2 separate regions of the Mus musculus genome follow, and region 1 is linked to region 2. Evidence: chromatin contacts called from public HiChIP or PLAC-seq data. All regions are on one chromosome and are shown on one strand. The core of a region is the stretch at or near the end of the contact, and the rest is flanking DNA. Distances in the headings are between cores, read along the strand shown. Region 1 overlaps Lrsam1 (leucine rich repeat and sterile alpha motif containing 1). Region 2 holds the start of Stxbp1 (syntaxin binding protein 1).

Region 1 (7,142 bases), core at 3,556-6,055, 94 kb before region 2:
CGACTACGAGAAGCGGAAGGTAAGGGCTTCCCCTGCTGCTTTCGTTCTCCCTGAGGATTGCAGCTCCTCAGAAGCTGAGGGGTGGCGTCCTTCTGCCTCTGATTTAGGCATGAAGGGCAGACATCTTGTCCCCGCAGGAGCAGAAGATGCTGGAGAAGCTGGAGTTCGAGCGGCGCCTGGACCTTGGGCAGCGGGAGCACGCTGAGCTACTGCAGCAGAGCCACAGCCACAAGGACGAGATCCTGCAGACGGTCAAGCAGGTGTGTGGCCGCACAGCAGCCGGCCTGGGACCCGCACGGGCCGTGGTGCCTAGGCGGTGGCAAAGCAGGGGATTACTCTGTCCTGCCGACCCCTGGAAGCAGCAATGGAGGCCCTGACTAGATACCCTGACCTTGAGCACAAGACACAGGAGGGACCGACCCCAGGTCACAAAGGAACCTGCAGAGTGAGACAGGAACTCCACTCTCCTTACCCCAGTCAGAGTCCCTCCAGTGCCCACTCGTGGGGTTCCTGTGTGTCCCCCGCTCAGGAGCAGACACGGCTAGAGCAGGACCTGAGCGAGCGCCAGCGCTGTCTGGATGCAGAGCGGCAGCAGCTGCAGGAGCAGCTCAAGCAGACGGAGCAGAGCATCGCCAGCCGCATTCAGAGACTCCTGCAGGACAACCAGAGGTCAGTCCTGGCCAGCCCGAGTGCCCTCTGAGGACCAGGGGCTCTCCTCGGTCTTCATCCCTGCCCGAGCGCTCCTCTGATAGGAACCAAGAAAACTGTTTCAGTTTGGTTCTCAGAATGGGGTTCTGTCACCAGACAGCTGACCCCGCAGCTCATTTCCCTTCTGTATATCAGCAGGCAGGAATCACAGCCTTCCTGCGTTTGGCTTCCAAGGAGCCTGTCGCCTGAGGTTAGCCAATCACCCTATAGGCAACAGGCTGTCTTATATAGAACAGACTGTCTAATATAAGAACTTCATGACAGGATTGCAGAGAAAGGAGCCAAGTAGAGATCTCAAGAAGCCTGAAAATACCTAGTTTGGGGTCCGCCGCAGAAGGTTCTAGAAACTGGCTGCAGCCGCATGCCCCACTAGCTCTAGGCTTCCTGCTTCCAGGCCTTGTTCCCCTGTCATCTGTCAGAGCTTCAGGAGAGAAAGCCCTGCTGGTGCTTCCGTGCCAGGCGCTGTATTCCCACAGCTTACCCAGTCGCCTAGGAAGTGCTTCACCCTGTCACAGGAGAGCTAGAGGGGGCTCCCCAGCTCGAGCAGAGCTCCTGGGTGATTGATGGCTCAGTCAGTGTGGTGAGGGGGCAGCCTGGTTGGAAGCAGCATTGTTGGCGCCCACAGGACCACAGGTCTCTGGTTTTTCCCACAGGCAAAAGAAGAGTTCTGAGATTCTGAAATCGCTGGAGAATGAGAGGTGAGTGGGCCTCTGGGACCACATGTCTAGAGAAAGTTCCCTGAGTGCTCACAGCTCTGGGAGACAGACACCCTAGGGTGCTCACAGCCCTGGGAGATGGACATGCTGGGGGACTCACAACTCTGAGGGTAGATACCCTTGGGTGCTCACAGCCCTGGGGAAAGGCAGCCGTAGGCCCTTCCAGCTTGTGCTGGGCAATCACCCTAATGCTCTAGGATAGGGTCACCTCTTGGCATCTAACTAATAGTGATTCTTTTTGAGTTTCCTAAAATATATATACACTTGTGAAAAAAACTCAAAAATATGAAGGAAGAAAGCTGGATGTGTAATGACTATCTGTACTTCAGGTATAAAAACATTTTTAAAAATTAGTCCAGATGTGGTTGTGTATCCCTTTAATCCCAGCACAAAGGAGACAGAGGCAATTGGATCTCTGTGAGTTCAAGGCCAACCTGGTCTACATAGTGAATTCCAGGACAGCCAGAGCTGCATAGAGAGACCTTGTTGTAAACCAAAAATAAATGAATGAAATTTTTTAAAATTCATGTCTGTAAAAAAAAGAATGTGATACTTTTGTCCCCCAAGCAACAGAGCAATAGCTGCTCAAGTCCCTCAGGTATGTGAAGTATTTGCCTAGAGCCTCACACAGCCCCTGTCTGCTCTAAACCCTCTCCAGAGCCCTGTAAAACCCGGTACGATACGATACGATACGATACGATACGATACGATACGATACGATACGATACAAACACAAATAGCAGCTCTGCTCTACTAGGGGAAATATGCTCACACCAATACAGACACAGGGTTTTTCCAAGTATTGTTAATCAGCAGACAGAGAACCCACAGATACACAGGACTGACCACACCACTCCATTGCTAGAAGGGCAAGAATTTAAGCAGCCTCCTCACTCACTCTTCAGATGTTTTGCATGTGGAAAGCAGAGGGACCCATCCCAGGGTTACCACTGGGCACTGTGACAGACAGGAAGTACAGTTGTGGCCCTTGCCTTTTCTCTTTGTCGTGGGTATTTACCAAGTTGGCTACTTTGAGACAGAACACATTTGTCCTAAGGGAGAGTAGGTCAGGCTGGCACACAGCTGTCATTCTCGCATCAGGGAAGCAGAAGCAGGAGTTTGGAGGGATAGGGAGTTCAAAGCCAGCTTCTATTGCACAGTATAGAAGTCCCGCTCCATTCTGTACCAGAAAGGGCCTGAGAGAAGGCTCAGTAAAGAGCTTGCATGAGATGAGGACACAGGCATGAGATGAGTTCAGACCTAGCCTAGCATCCACATAAACTCAAGCATGGCAGTGCATGCCTGTAATTGCAGGATGAGGGACAGAGACAGGAATCTGAGGCTCACTGGCCAGCTGACCTATTGAAGCTCCAGGTTCAATGAGAAATCCTGTCTCAAAAAATCATATGGACAGAGAGAGAGGGAGACGTGTAGCATTGACCCACGGCCTCTGCAAACACGTATACTCGCGCACACACACACACATACACATATATGCACATATGTATACACACACACACACAAGGTAAGACTGAGCATGGTGGGGCATGTCTATAACCCAAGCAATCAAGACAATCCCAAGCTCAAGACCAGCCTGGTCTACATGGGAAGTTCCAGGCTAACGTAGTGAGGCCTGTCCAAAAAAACAAATGAAAAATGAATTTTTAAAAGACAGGAAGGAAGGAGAAACAAACAAACAAAACGATGGTAGGAAGGGCACCTTGGCCTGTTCCTTCCCAAGGTGTCTGCTGTGTCTCTCCTGATTCTCCTGGGCACCACGATAATGGTATTTCTGAGCTATCCTGGGAACCTCCCCTCCCCCAGTCATCTTAGCCCTCACCACCTAGGAAGATCTTGAGAGTCCTCCCTGGGGTCTGCCTAGTCCAATCCTGTTGTGTGGCTGTTGAGGCGCAGCTGAGCAGTAACTGGTGCTGCCATCCATTCAAGCCTTCCTGACAGACCATATCTGGTGCTGGGCTAGACCGGCTCAGAGGACAATCTCGTATCAGTAGCAGCAAGTGGAGCCTCTGAGAGACTCCAGGCCTTGAACTAAGTCACACCCAGGAACAAGGCACTAATCGATCAGGCCAATTCTGGTGAATGCAAAACAGCACATTACAGCGTTTGTGGGTGTATGTATGCAAAGTTTCAGCGTGCATGTGTATATGCAAAGTTTCAGCGTGCGTGCATGTATGCAAAGTTACCTTTAAATGTGTCCACTTCTTATGTCATAGATGAGTTTTATGCCAAAAACCGTGTTTATAGGGGCTGGAGAAATGGCTCAGTAGATGAGAACACTGGCTGCTCTTCCAGAGGACCTGGTTCAATCCCTAGCACCCACATGGTGGCTCACAACCAGCTATAACTCCGGTTCCAAGGGGTGTGATGCCTTCTGGCTTCTGTGGCCCCAGGCACAAATGTGGAGAATAGATATTCACGTAGGCAGAAGACCCATACCCATAATCAGTTTTAAAACCTTGTTTGTACTCTGAAGGCAAAGGCAGCAGTCAGGGCTACATGATAGACCCTCCTCGGATGAATAAAAGCCTGTTTGAGCTGCTTTTAGGCCAATGTCTGTTTATGTACCATACATGGACTTTATTTTCATTATTTTATTTTTCAAGACAGGGCTTCTCTGTGTAGCCCTGGCTGTCTTAGAACTGCTGGCCTTGAACTCACAGACATCTACTTGTGTCTGTCTCCCAAGTGCTGGGATTGAAGGTGTGCACCATCACAGCCTGGCTCTGGTGAGATTCTTGTTGAAATGTATTTGAAGAATGAGTGGATGCGTTTTGCTTTTGCTTTTTCTCCAGAATAAGAATGGAGCAGTTGATGTCCATCACCCAGGAGGAGACAGAGAACCTCAGGCAGCGTGAGATCGCCGGTGAGTTGTGGGAGATTTCTGGACAGAGCTTTCAGGTAGCCTCTCTGTTACCCGGGCAGGGTACTGAGTGTCCACTCTGTGGAAGGGCAGCCAAGTCTGTCCTGGAGCTCAGGCCCCAGGGTCAGCCAAGCTTGGATTCTGAGTCTCGAATTTTCTGTCTATAGAGTGGGGGAAACTACACAGGGAAAACATGGGACCTTCAGGAGGATCCCAGGGGTCAAGCCTGGGCATGTCACAAACCTGTCACCGAGAGCTGGCATCAGCTCACTTGGCTCCTGGGCAGACTTCCCCTTCCTGGTGTGCCCAGTGTGGTCCTGAGCTCCACATGTACCCACCAGTGGCACCTGCCCCAGACAGGTCTGAGAGCCTGCAGCCGGGAGCTGAGGAGGGTCTCTGAAGCTGAGCTTGCCCTTAGTTAAAATGGAGATGGGCTCTCCTTATCTTTGGGGCCTTTGTCCTGGAAGGGCTTTCAGACAGAGCCAGACACTTGACACACAGGTGTTCACCACACCTACAGAGGGCTCAGCCCACTGACAGCTCTGTTCAAGGTCACAGTTAAGGAACAGCTGTGAAAGTCACCGAATGGTGTTTATTAGGTTAATTCCACAGAGGCAGGACCCACATCCAGGGGTTTGAGTTTCTAAGCCTGTCACACTTCCTGGGTGCTTTGCTTTGATTGAACAGGCCTTGCACAGGCTGGGCAAGTACACGGCCACTGAGCCACTCCCGGCCCTGAACTGCTCTCTCTATTTTTAAAGATTTATTTATTTTATTTATATGAGTATACTGTTAATGTTTTCCGACACACCGACATACTGGAAAAGGGCATTGCATCCCATTACAGATGGTTGTGAGCCACCCTGTGGTTGCTGGAAATTGAACTCAGGACCGCTTGAAGAGCAATCTGTACTCTTAACTGCTGAGCCATCTCTCTAGCTCCCCCCCACCCCCGCCTTGACCCCCATCCCCTTACTGCTCTAATAAATCTACCAAAAAACTAGAGAGCTGGCTCAGTAGTTACTGCTCTTCCAAAGGACCTGGATTCTAATCCCAGAACCTTATGGTGGCTCAGGACATCTGTAACTCCAGTCCCAGGGGATGCAGTGCCATCATCTGGCCTCCCCAGGCTCTGCATGTACAGGGTGCACAAGCCTCAAACTCAGAGATTCTCCTGCCTCTGTCTCCTGAGTACTGGGACTACAGACATGCGCCAGCACGGCCCAGCAATGTAGGTATTTTTTAGAGCTGGGTGCTGATACTCATCTGCAATCACGGAACTCAGGATGCTGGGACAGGAGGATTGAGAGTTCAAGGCCAGGCTGGGCTATCTAGCAGTGATGGAAGGAAAGGGGGGCGGGGGGACTTTGTTTAGGATAACTGTCCACCAGTAAGCAGGTGACCCCTTTGGCCTTACCCGGGATCCCTAGCCTTTTCTCAGCGGCTCACAGCCTTCTCTCCACAGCCGCCATGCAGCAGATGCTGACGGAGAGCTGTAAGAGCCGGCTCATCCAGATGGCCTATGAGTCTCAGAGGCAGAGCCTGGCGCAGCAGGCCTGTTCCAGGTAAGGTAAGGAATGTGTGTTCCCAGGTGAGGGCTCCGAGGGTGTTGGCTGGGGTCCCGAGACGGGAGCGAGAGCTGGACACTGAACTCCCTGGGCCGTCCCGGGTTTGGACAGATTACCAGGGACAGGTGATGGACGGCCAGCCTCCGGATTCTTCCATCCAGACTCATGAGTCAGGGTCAGACAGTGATAAAGTGAGGGTGGCCTCTACCTCCAAGCCCACCTGTGTGCCAAGTGCTGGCCTGAGTATGGGGATGGAAGTGTTATCTGTCCCGCTCTACATCAAAGCTGAAGTTGGGGACGGGGCGGGGGCATGGTCACAAACAAACAAACAAACAAAAACTAACAAGAAAGTAAAATCTTTGCTGGCTTGGTGCTCAGGCTTGTAATACTAGCACTTGGTAAGTAGAGGCCGGGAAATGGGGAGTTCCAGAGCAAACCAGAGAGTGAATTCAGCACCTGAGCTACTGAGACCCTGCCTTAGAACTCAAGCGAGCAAGTGCGAGTACTTGCCTGCTTTCCAGCACCGCACCCTCCTCCCTCCCCACCCTCCTGCAGAGATGGCTCAGCTGTTAAAAGCACTGGCTGCTTCTGTAAATGGGTTCATTTGGTAACACCCACATGAACTCCAGTTTGAAGTGATCTGGTGCCCTCTTCTGGTTTCCATGGGCACTACACACATATAACGAACTTACATTATATGTAGGCGAAATACCCATGCATATAAAATAAAAATTTTTAAAGTCATTTAAAAATTTTTGTTTGTTTGTTTGTTTGTTTTTCAAGACAGGGTTTTTCTTTGTAGCCCTAGCTGTCCTGAAACTCACTCTGTAGACCAGGCTGGCCTCTAATTTAGAGATGTTGGGATTAAAGGTGTGCACCACTATCGCCCAGCCAATAAAAGAAAAAAAAGTTTAAGGTAATGTGAAAGTAACTTAAAGCTAAGACTGTGCTGATGTTGGCAGCCTGAGGTTACAGGTTCTGTGCCATAATTACCAACCGTGTTGTAGGGCTATACAAAGAGTACGGCCAGTGAGGAAATGCTAGTAGGAACATTCCAGAAGCTGTGTGACTCTCCAAGGTGCTGTGGTTAGGGAGGAGCCCAGCATCCACCGCAGGGGGTGTAGTGAAGAAGGTCCAGTGGAGGGTTGGACTCAAGGCCCGGTGACTCTGCCAAATGGAAGCTCTGCCACCCTCCTTGACATCCTCGTCCTTGATGCCCTGTCAGGAATGTTGAGTGGTTGTTTATCTCTGTCTCCTCTAAGGTGCCCA
Region 2 (6,985 bases), core at 1,310-3,809:
AGTCTGAGCTACATGGGCCCCTGTTACATGCTTGGGGAGTGGGGAGCAGTGGTGGCTAAGCCTTCAAGCCCAGCACTCGGGAGGCAGAGGTAGACGGATTTCTGAGTTCGAGGCCAGCCTGGTCTACAGAGTGAGTTCCAGGACAGCCAGGGCTACACAGAGAAACCCTGTCTTGAAAAACCAAAAAAAAAAAAAAAAGCAAAAGCAAATTATCATAAACTATGACTAAAGCCAGGAATGGCAAACACCTTTAACCCCAGCACCAGGAGGCAGAAGCAGGTAGATTTCTGCACATTCTAAACCAAACGGGGCCACATAGTAAGTCCTGTCTAAGTAAATAGATCGATAGATTAAATAAATAAATAAATAAATAAATGCATTTGTTTTAAAAAGTACTTGAATTACTACTTGGCCACTACTCAATACAGCCTCTCTGAATCCCAGGGTCCTCGTCTATAAAAAAAAAAAATCACTTGATTTCTGAATGATATGCGGAAAGGGTCCCAGATCACAGGGCTGTCCACACGTGTGGGGTACTCATGGACTTCATAGCCATACTTTGTAGCCTATTTGTTTCAGGTTTTTGAGACAGGAGATTACCATGTAGCCCAGGCTGGCAGAAGTTCACAGAAAGTCTCTTGCCTTACCCTCTCAAACACTGGGATGTTTGCCACCGTGTCTAGCAGTCCTTTATGATTAAAAAAATTTTTATTATATGTATACGTAAGTATGATGTATGTACACACTCTGTGGCACTCATGTGGAAGTCAGACAATTTTAGGGAGTTGGTTCCAGAGAACTGCTGTAAAAGTTTTATTATATTTACCTAATGTCTGATACCAAGCGCCACTGTGCGTGTGTGGAGGTCAGAGAACGTGTGGGAGTCTGCTTGCTCCATGCACTAACTGGATTCCAGGGGGTCAAACTTAGGATATAAGGCCAGACGACAAGTGCCTTTACCCACTGAGCCCTCTCAATAGCTCTGCCTTTGGGAGTTTGTTGTTGTCGTTTTGTTTTGTTTTGTTTTGTTTTTTTAAACTGGGTATATGTAGCTCTGGCTTGCCTGAAACTCACTATGTAGACCAGGCTGGCCAAGAACTCACAGAGTTTGTCCTGCCTCTACCTCCCAAGTGCTGGGATTAAAGGTCTGTGCTGCTATGCCCTCCTTTGTGGTTCTTTCTTGTTTGTTTGTAAAGATAGCGATTTTCTGTGTAGCCCTGGCTGTCCCTCAACTTGTTCTATAGACCAGGCTTTTCTGAAACTTGCTCTGTAGACCAGACTGGTCTCAAACTCAGGGACCCCCTAGCTTTCTGTCTCCTGAGTGCTAGGACTAAAGGTATGTGTTACCACACCTGGCTCCTTTGTGATTTTTCCTTTTAAAAATGTTTTTAAAAAAGATTTATTCATGCATGTATTTTATGTATGTGGGTATTCTGTTGGCATGTATGCACATCAGAAGAGGGCATTTGGTCCTACTAGATACAGTCACAGACAATTGTGAGCTGTCATGTGAATGCTAAGACTTTAACTGAGGACCTCTGGAAGAACAGCCAGTGCTCTTAACCACTGAGCCATCTCTCCAGCCCCATCCTTTGTGATTTTTAAGTTAGTTGGACTTGTTCATTTTTTCTTTGCACTTTATTTTATTTTCCACCATCAGGGATCAAAGTGGAGACCTTGCATATAACAAGCAAGTGCTCCACCTCTGAGGTACGTCTCCTACTCTTGTTCTGTATTTCCAAAGCAACCTTCTTCATTAGCAAAGATGGAACCTCGAAAACCAGTATGTGACCATGTAGACAGGAGGAAGGAGATGCTGAGTCCAGAGTTGATTCTGTAGTATTTCCTAATTAGATTTGGACTTTGGAAACTACTGGATTTGTTCCATGTCTTGTGCACGAGTGCAGCTCCAGTATACAGAATATCCATAGTAATTCATATACATAGCTTATACATAGTTATGGGAGAATAATATTCATTAGTGACTGATAGATAAATGGTACAACAGCAAGCGCCTCGGGTGTGTTTTTGTACCTGAAAATGAAGATTAGAAATGATGTTCGGTTATTGCGCGAATTTAGTAAAATGATACCTGAAAGGTGTGTAACACAGAGCTTAGCTCTCCATCAATGGTAAACAGACCACAGAGACACAGGGATAGTGTCAGTGTACTGTAAGCCTATGTTGTGGCTGGGAATGGGACTACAGTTAATAAGAATCTGCTCTCAGAGTTCGGTTTTTTGGCAGGAGAAAATGGAAGGCTCCCAAAAAAGCAGGAAGAGCATCACAGCCTGGCTTTAGGGAGATTCCCATGACCTGGGCAGCCCGTGCAGGGCTGGCGAGGGGATTTTAGGACCCTGAGGCCCTGGCGCGAGCGTGAGGCGCAGGGGAGGGCGCTCCCGGAGCCTGCATCCCGGAGGGCGGGGTCTCGCGCCCGGGCCGCGCTTCTATTGGCGGCAGCGCGCGGGTGACGATGACGGCTGGCGCGAGGCCCCGCCCCGCAGCCCCGCCCCTCCCGCGCGCGCTGGCCGCTACACAGCCTCGCTTTGGCCCGAGTCGCGCCCCCGCGCGGAGTCCGCGCGTCAGTCGGTCCCGAGCGCGACTGCGGGGCGGCGGGCTGCAGACAGCGGGGCGCGCGGCCCGGGGGAGGCGACGGTGTCGCGGGAGGAGCATCGGAGCCCGAAGACTCGAAGAACGCCATGGCCCCCATTGGCCTCAAGGCGGTGGTCGGAGAGAGTAAGTGGCGTCCGGGTGCTGCCCCGGGGCCGGCGAAACCCGTTATTCAGGCGCCGCCCTCCCGGGAGGGATGCCCCTCTGGCTTCCTGCGGCCAGCAGGCTTCCCTGACTCACGCTTCACCCAGATCCCCTCTTCACCTCGGTCCTCCTCACCCCAGACGCCTCCTCAGTCTCTATTCCTCCACCTCTCTTCATCCCATCCCTCCTCCTCATACCTCGCCTTCATAAACATCTCGTTTTCCTTTTTACCTTCATCCATTCACTTCCATCACGCCATCTCTCCCTTCATCCCATCCCTCTCCTCTCTCTCTCTCTCCCTGTTCACCTCCCCCACCCGCGCCTTTATCCCCTCCAGCCCACCACCCTCCTCTGCAGCATCACCCTTCTGCACCCCAACTCTTCTCCAGACGTATTCCTTTCCTACCGTCTCCTTTCCTTGCCTTCTGCATATCCAGAGCTCTCAATTCCGCTCCCCCCCCCCTTTCTTTCTGTCTCCAATCCCTCCCTCTTTCCCACCCTCCCTCGTGAATCGTGACGAACGAAGCCTGGCCTGCGTCCTCCTCCCTCCCTGCCTCCCTCTCCCGGGAGCAGGGCGCTGTCCCCGGCTGCAGAGACCCACCTGGGAGCGGCTGGGCGCGCGCCGCCAGGGCCACTCCTGCCAGCTGGGCAGGGGACACGGGGTTTTCCTGTGGCACTGCTTCCGCAAGGCTCTCTCCGCCTCCCCTTCCCCGGGCTGGACTTAAAGGGAGGGGTCTTAGCTGGTCCGAACCCTTAGAAATCCCAAGGGAAAGGGGAGCAGTTTCGGAGTGTCGCGGGAGGAGTGGCCCCAGCCAGCGCCGCAGTCTGCAGTCTCGCTGCTTGTGGGACTCAGACCTGGGCGTCGCTGCGGGGAAGATGTGACTGTTTATAGGTTTGCATGAAAGGCACAGCAGACATGTTTAAATTTATTTATTTATTTTTTTTTAATAATGGATGGGGAGCGTCGAAGTGAGGGCGGGCTGTCGGTATTCTCAAAGATGGGTGACCTAGGTAGAAAAATAGTGCCTCTTAAGTATTTTGGCACGTCTTTACAATGAAACCGCGTGAACACTGCTGTGACTTTGGCTATCTTTTTAGAGTGAGAGAGAAAATGAAAGTGCCTTTTCCCTGTAGGAGAGGTGGAAATTTACAGTTTCCCTTTTCAGTGATCCTGTTCTATGGCAGCTTCCTCCCCGCCCCCCACCCCCCATCAAATGCAGCATAACTGTTGAGCGTACTAACTGCCTAACCCTTATCTTTTGACTGGTATGAGTAGGGGGGGGGGATACTCTTCCCTGATATAGTACATCAGGAGAAATTATTATAAAAACAAAACCAAAAGTCGACCTTTTTAAATGCTTATGCTAGCACCCGTGCTGTAAAGGCTACTTGAATTGTTTTCTGAGGAGAATTGGTGGTTAAGGCTGCAAGTATCCCTAGGGATTTTCTGTCGTCAACATCTTCATTTTCACCTATGGGAAAACAATTGAGGCTTGGAGCAGTTAAATGACTTGCTGAAATCACTGTTAATTAATTTTTTTTAATCTAGTGTCCGTTTCCTTGTAGTTTAAGTAAAAATAACATCCTTGCATTCTACATACATAAAGTTTTCTTTATACCCCCCTTTTCAAGGGCTAGAGGTATGGGATCGAATGTTGTATTCCAGGTATTATATTTTGAATACTACATTTGAATGATAAAATACTTATTAAAGAATCTCCCCCAAGACAGTCTCTACAGTCCAAGCTGCTGGCCCAGAAGGCACTATGTAACTTAGACTGGCATTAAATTTATCTTAATCCTCCTGCCTCAGCGTCACAAATGCTGAAGATTATAGCTGTGAGCCACCAACTTCAGCTTATTTTTTGTTAATGCGAGACAAGGTCTCACTTTACAGCCCTGGCTAGCCTGGTACTTGCTACCCAGTGCAGGCTGGCTTTGAACTCATGGTAATCCTCCTGTCTCAGGCTACCAAAATGTTGGGGTTCCAGGCTTGCACCACCATACCCAGGTGGTGAGGTGCTTGCATCCTTTTGCCAAGACCCTTAGGTGTCACCATAACCTCTCGCCTTGCCTCTTTTAGAAGTAAGCATCAGAAAAAGTTATATATATATATATATCAGTATGCAATATGGCCAAAATTTCCTTTGAAACAAAGTGAAACTGTGGTGTGCAAAAATAAGCACAATTAAAAAAAATGATGAATGTGTGAACAGGCTTCTATTCCTGTGACAATTGAGTTAGGCGTGTGCTTTAGGAAAATGTATCGCTGAATACGATTTTAATGCTACCTTCTAGTTTTTGGTGGGGTTTCTGCTTTGGCTTTTTTCTCCAAAAAATAAAAGTGAGATGAAGATGCTTTTCCTTTTCACTGTCTTGAGAACTGAGTCTAATATAGCCCAGGTACGCCTAGAGCTGCCAGGGGCTCAGCATGAGTTAAAACTGATCCTCCAGCTTCTCCCTCTGGAGCCTCCCACCACTGTCTCCATTTTCAGCAGTGCTGGGATTGAACCTGGGGCCTCTAGTATGCTAGGTTAGCACTCTACCCACTGAGCTACAGCTGCAGCTAAAGCTTTTAAAAACCCACTATGCACCAGTTTAAATGTCACCTTCCTTTTGCTCTAAGTTAACATTCCATAGTCACCGTCTTAGTTGGGGTTATCGTAGCTGGAATGAAACACCATGGCCAAAATTAGCTTTGGGAGGAAAGGATTTTTCCACATCACAGTTCATCATTGAAGGAAGTCAGGACTGAGCAGGCACCTGAACTCAGGAGGGGATGCAGGCCTGCTCAGCCTGCTTTCTTACAGAGCCCAGGGGTGGTCTCACCCACAATGGGCTGGGCCCTCCCACTTCAGTCAGTGATTAAGAAAATGCCCTACAGGCTTGCCTACAGCCCCATTTTACAGAGGCCTTTTTGTAATTGAGGCACCCTCCTCTAAAGGCTCTAGCTGTGTGAAGTTGACATAAAACTAACCAGCACAGTCACTATCAGATTTTTTCAGAAGTAAAAAATGATCCTGTCCTTTGTTTGTTTTGGGGGGAAGCCCACATCACTTAGGATATGAATAAACACAAAATAAATGTAGTTTTGAGCCCCTTACCTTTCCCTGGAATCTGCCCCAATCTAATTTAGAGCCTTGCACATGTGCAGTACCAGCCCCAGAGCCCTTCTGGGCCCTTCTGAGTTGAGCTTCATTGGATAGCCCGTGGGCTGTAGGTGTAAGAAGAGGATATGGATTGATTTAGCTACTTATTCTATAGACATTTGTTTAGAGCTTGCTAGGAACTATGGGAGTTTCAAAGCTGAAAGCTAAGAAAACATGAATCTGCTGTGCCAAGCAAGCATGGTGGCATATGCCTTTTTCTCCAGGACTCCGGAGGCAGAGTTCCAGGCCAGCCTGGGATACTTAGTGAGACCCTGTCTTCAAACCAACCAGCCAACAAGCCCCTAGAAACCAAACCAACAGCAAAATGGGACTAGGTCGACTGTGTGGCCATCAGTCCTCCAGAGGTTTTCTGCTGCTTCCCCAGCATGCTGTAGAACACACTGTGACTTACTTGTGTGTTTTGGCCTTGCCCAACTGGTCTGTGTGTTTCTTCAGTGGGTCTTGTTCTTGGGCCTGTCCTCAGTGCATGATGTAGGCACTGACACACAGTTAATGTTGGACAGACAACTCAGGAGAACGAGAACAGGCTCAGTAACTAGAATTATGGGAGACCCCCATGCCAGCTGGGATAGTGGGTTCTTGTGCCCTGTGCCAACTTTTTACTGGGGATGAATGAAGGTCCTCAGGCCTGCCCAGCAAGAGCCTCAGGAGCTGAGTATCTTCCTGGATTTAAAGGTTTATTCACTTCAGGACCACAGCTTCATTTTAAGATTAAACCTATTTATTTGTTTGAGTTGGGAGTGTGCCACAGACCTGTGGAGGGAAGAAGGCTTTCAGGAGTCAGCCCCTCCTTTTACCTCGTAGGCCTCAAGGATCAAACTCAGTTCAAGGTCAGCTGCAAATACCTGTATCCACTGAGCCAGCTTGCTGCCCAGGACTATGGTTTTACATTTTTTTTTTTAAGATTAACTCTGTCTATCTATTTGATTTGCTCAAAACAAAGTGTCTTTGTATAGTTTTGGCTGTCTTGAAACTCGAACTCACAGAGATGCATCTGCCTCTGCCTCCTGAGTGCTGGGATTAAAGGTGTGCCTGCCACCACCGCCTGGCTAAGATTTATT

What was found. HiChIP or PLAC-seq counts read pairs in DNA pulled down with a chosen protein or histone mark.
Region 1: an H3K27ac HiChIP or PLAC-seq map of embryonic stem cells shows a contact between it and region 2, with 17 read pairs. The contact joins the enhancer-like site here to the promoter of Stxbp1 in region 2. A contact is called at or near these places in 1 of 39 promoter capture datasets (embryonic stem cells), 1 of 15 datasets of contacts at CTCF or cohesin (the NIH/3T3 cell line), 41 of 484 Hi-C or Micro-C datasets (the AML12 cell line, B cells, the Ba/F3 cell line and 24 more), 7 of 115 datasets of contacts at active chromatin or transcription factors (the HPC-7 cell line, embryonic stem cells, epiblast stem cells and 1 more) and 3 of 9 other capture datasets (adipose tissue, liver and pancreatic islet).

What each region holds. Positions count from the first base shown.
Region 1 is chr2:32,938,969-32,946,110 of GRCm38.p6, reverse strand. It overlaps Lrsam1 (leucine rich repeat and sterile alpha motif containing 1), which reads left to right. Exons shown (of 26, transcript NM_199302.3): 12 at 1-19; 13 at 138-260; 14 at 530-669; 15 at 1,362-1,406; 16 at 4,238-4,308; 17 at 5,771-5,870. Among named protein-coding and RNA genes, the nearest start is that of Lrsam1, 19 kb to the left of the region's middle. Within about 2 kb of position 4,805, at least 11 of the 459 cell types and tissues checked have an H3K27ac peak or open chromatin away from gene starts, as enhancers often do. A contact at or near this core is called in embryonic stem cells and induced pluripotent stem cells, where this site is marked.
Region 2 is chr2:32,842,806-32,849,790 of GRCm38.p6, reverse strand. It overlaps Stxbp1 (syntaxin binding protein 1), which reads left to right and starts at 2,559. Exons shown (of 19, transcript NM_009295.2): 1 at 2,559-2,736. The coding sequence starts at 2,700. It overlaps Gm13524 (predicted gene 13524), which reads right to left and starts at 3,855. Exons shown (of 2, transcript NR_166175.1): 1 at 3,356-3,855; 2 at 1-2,034.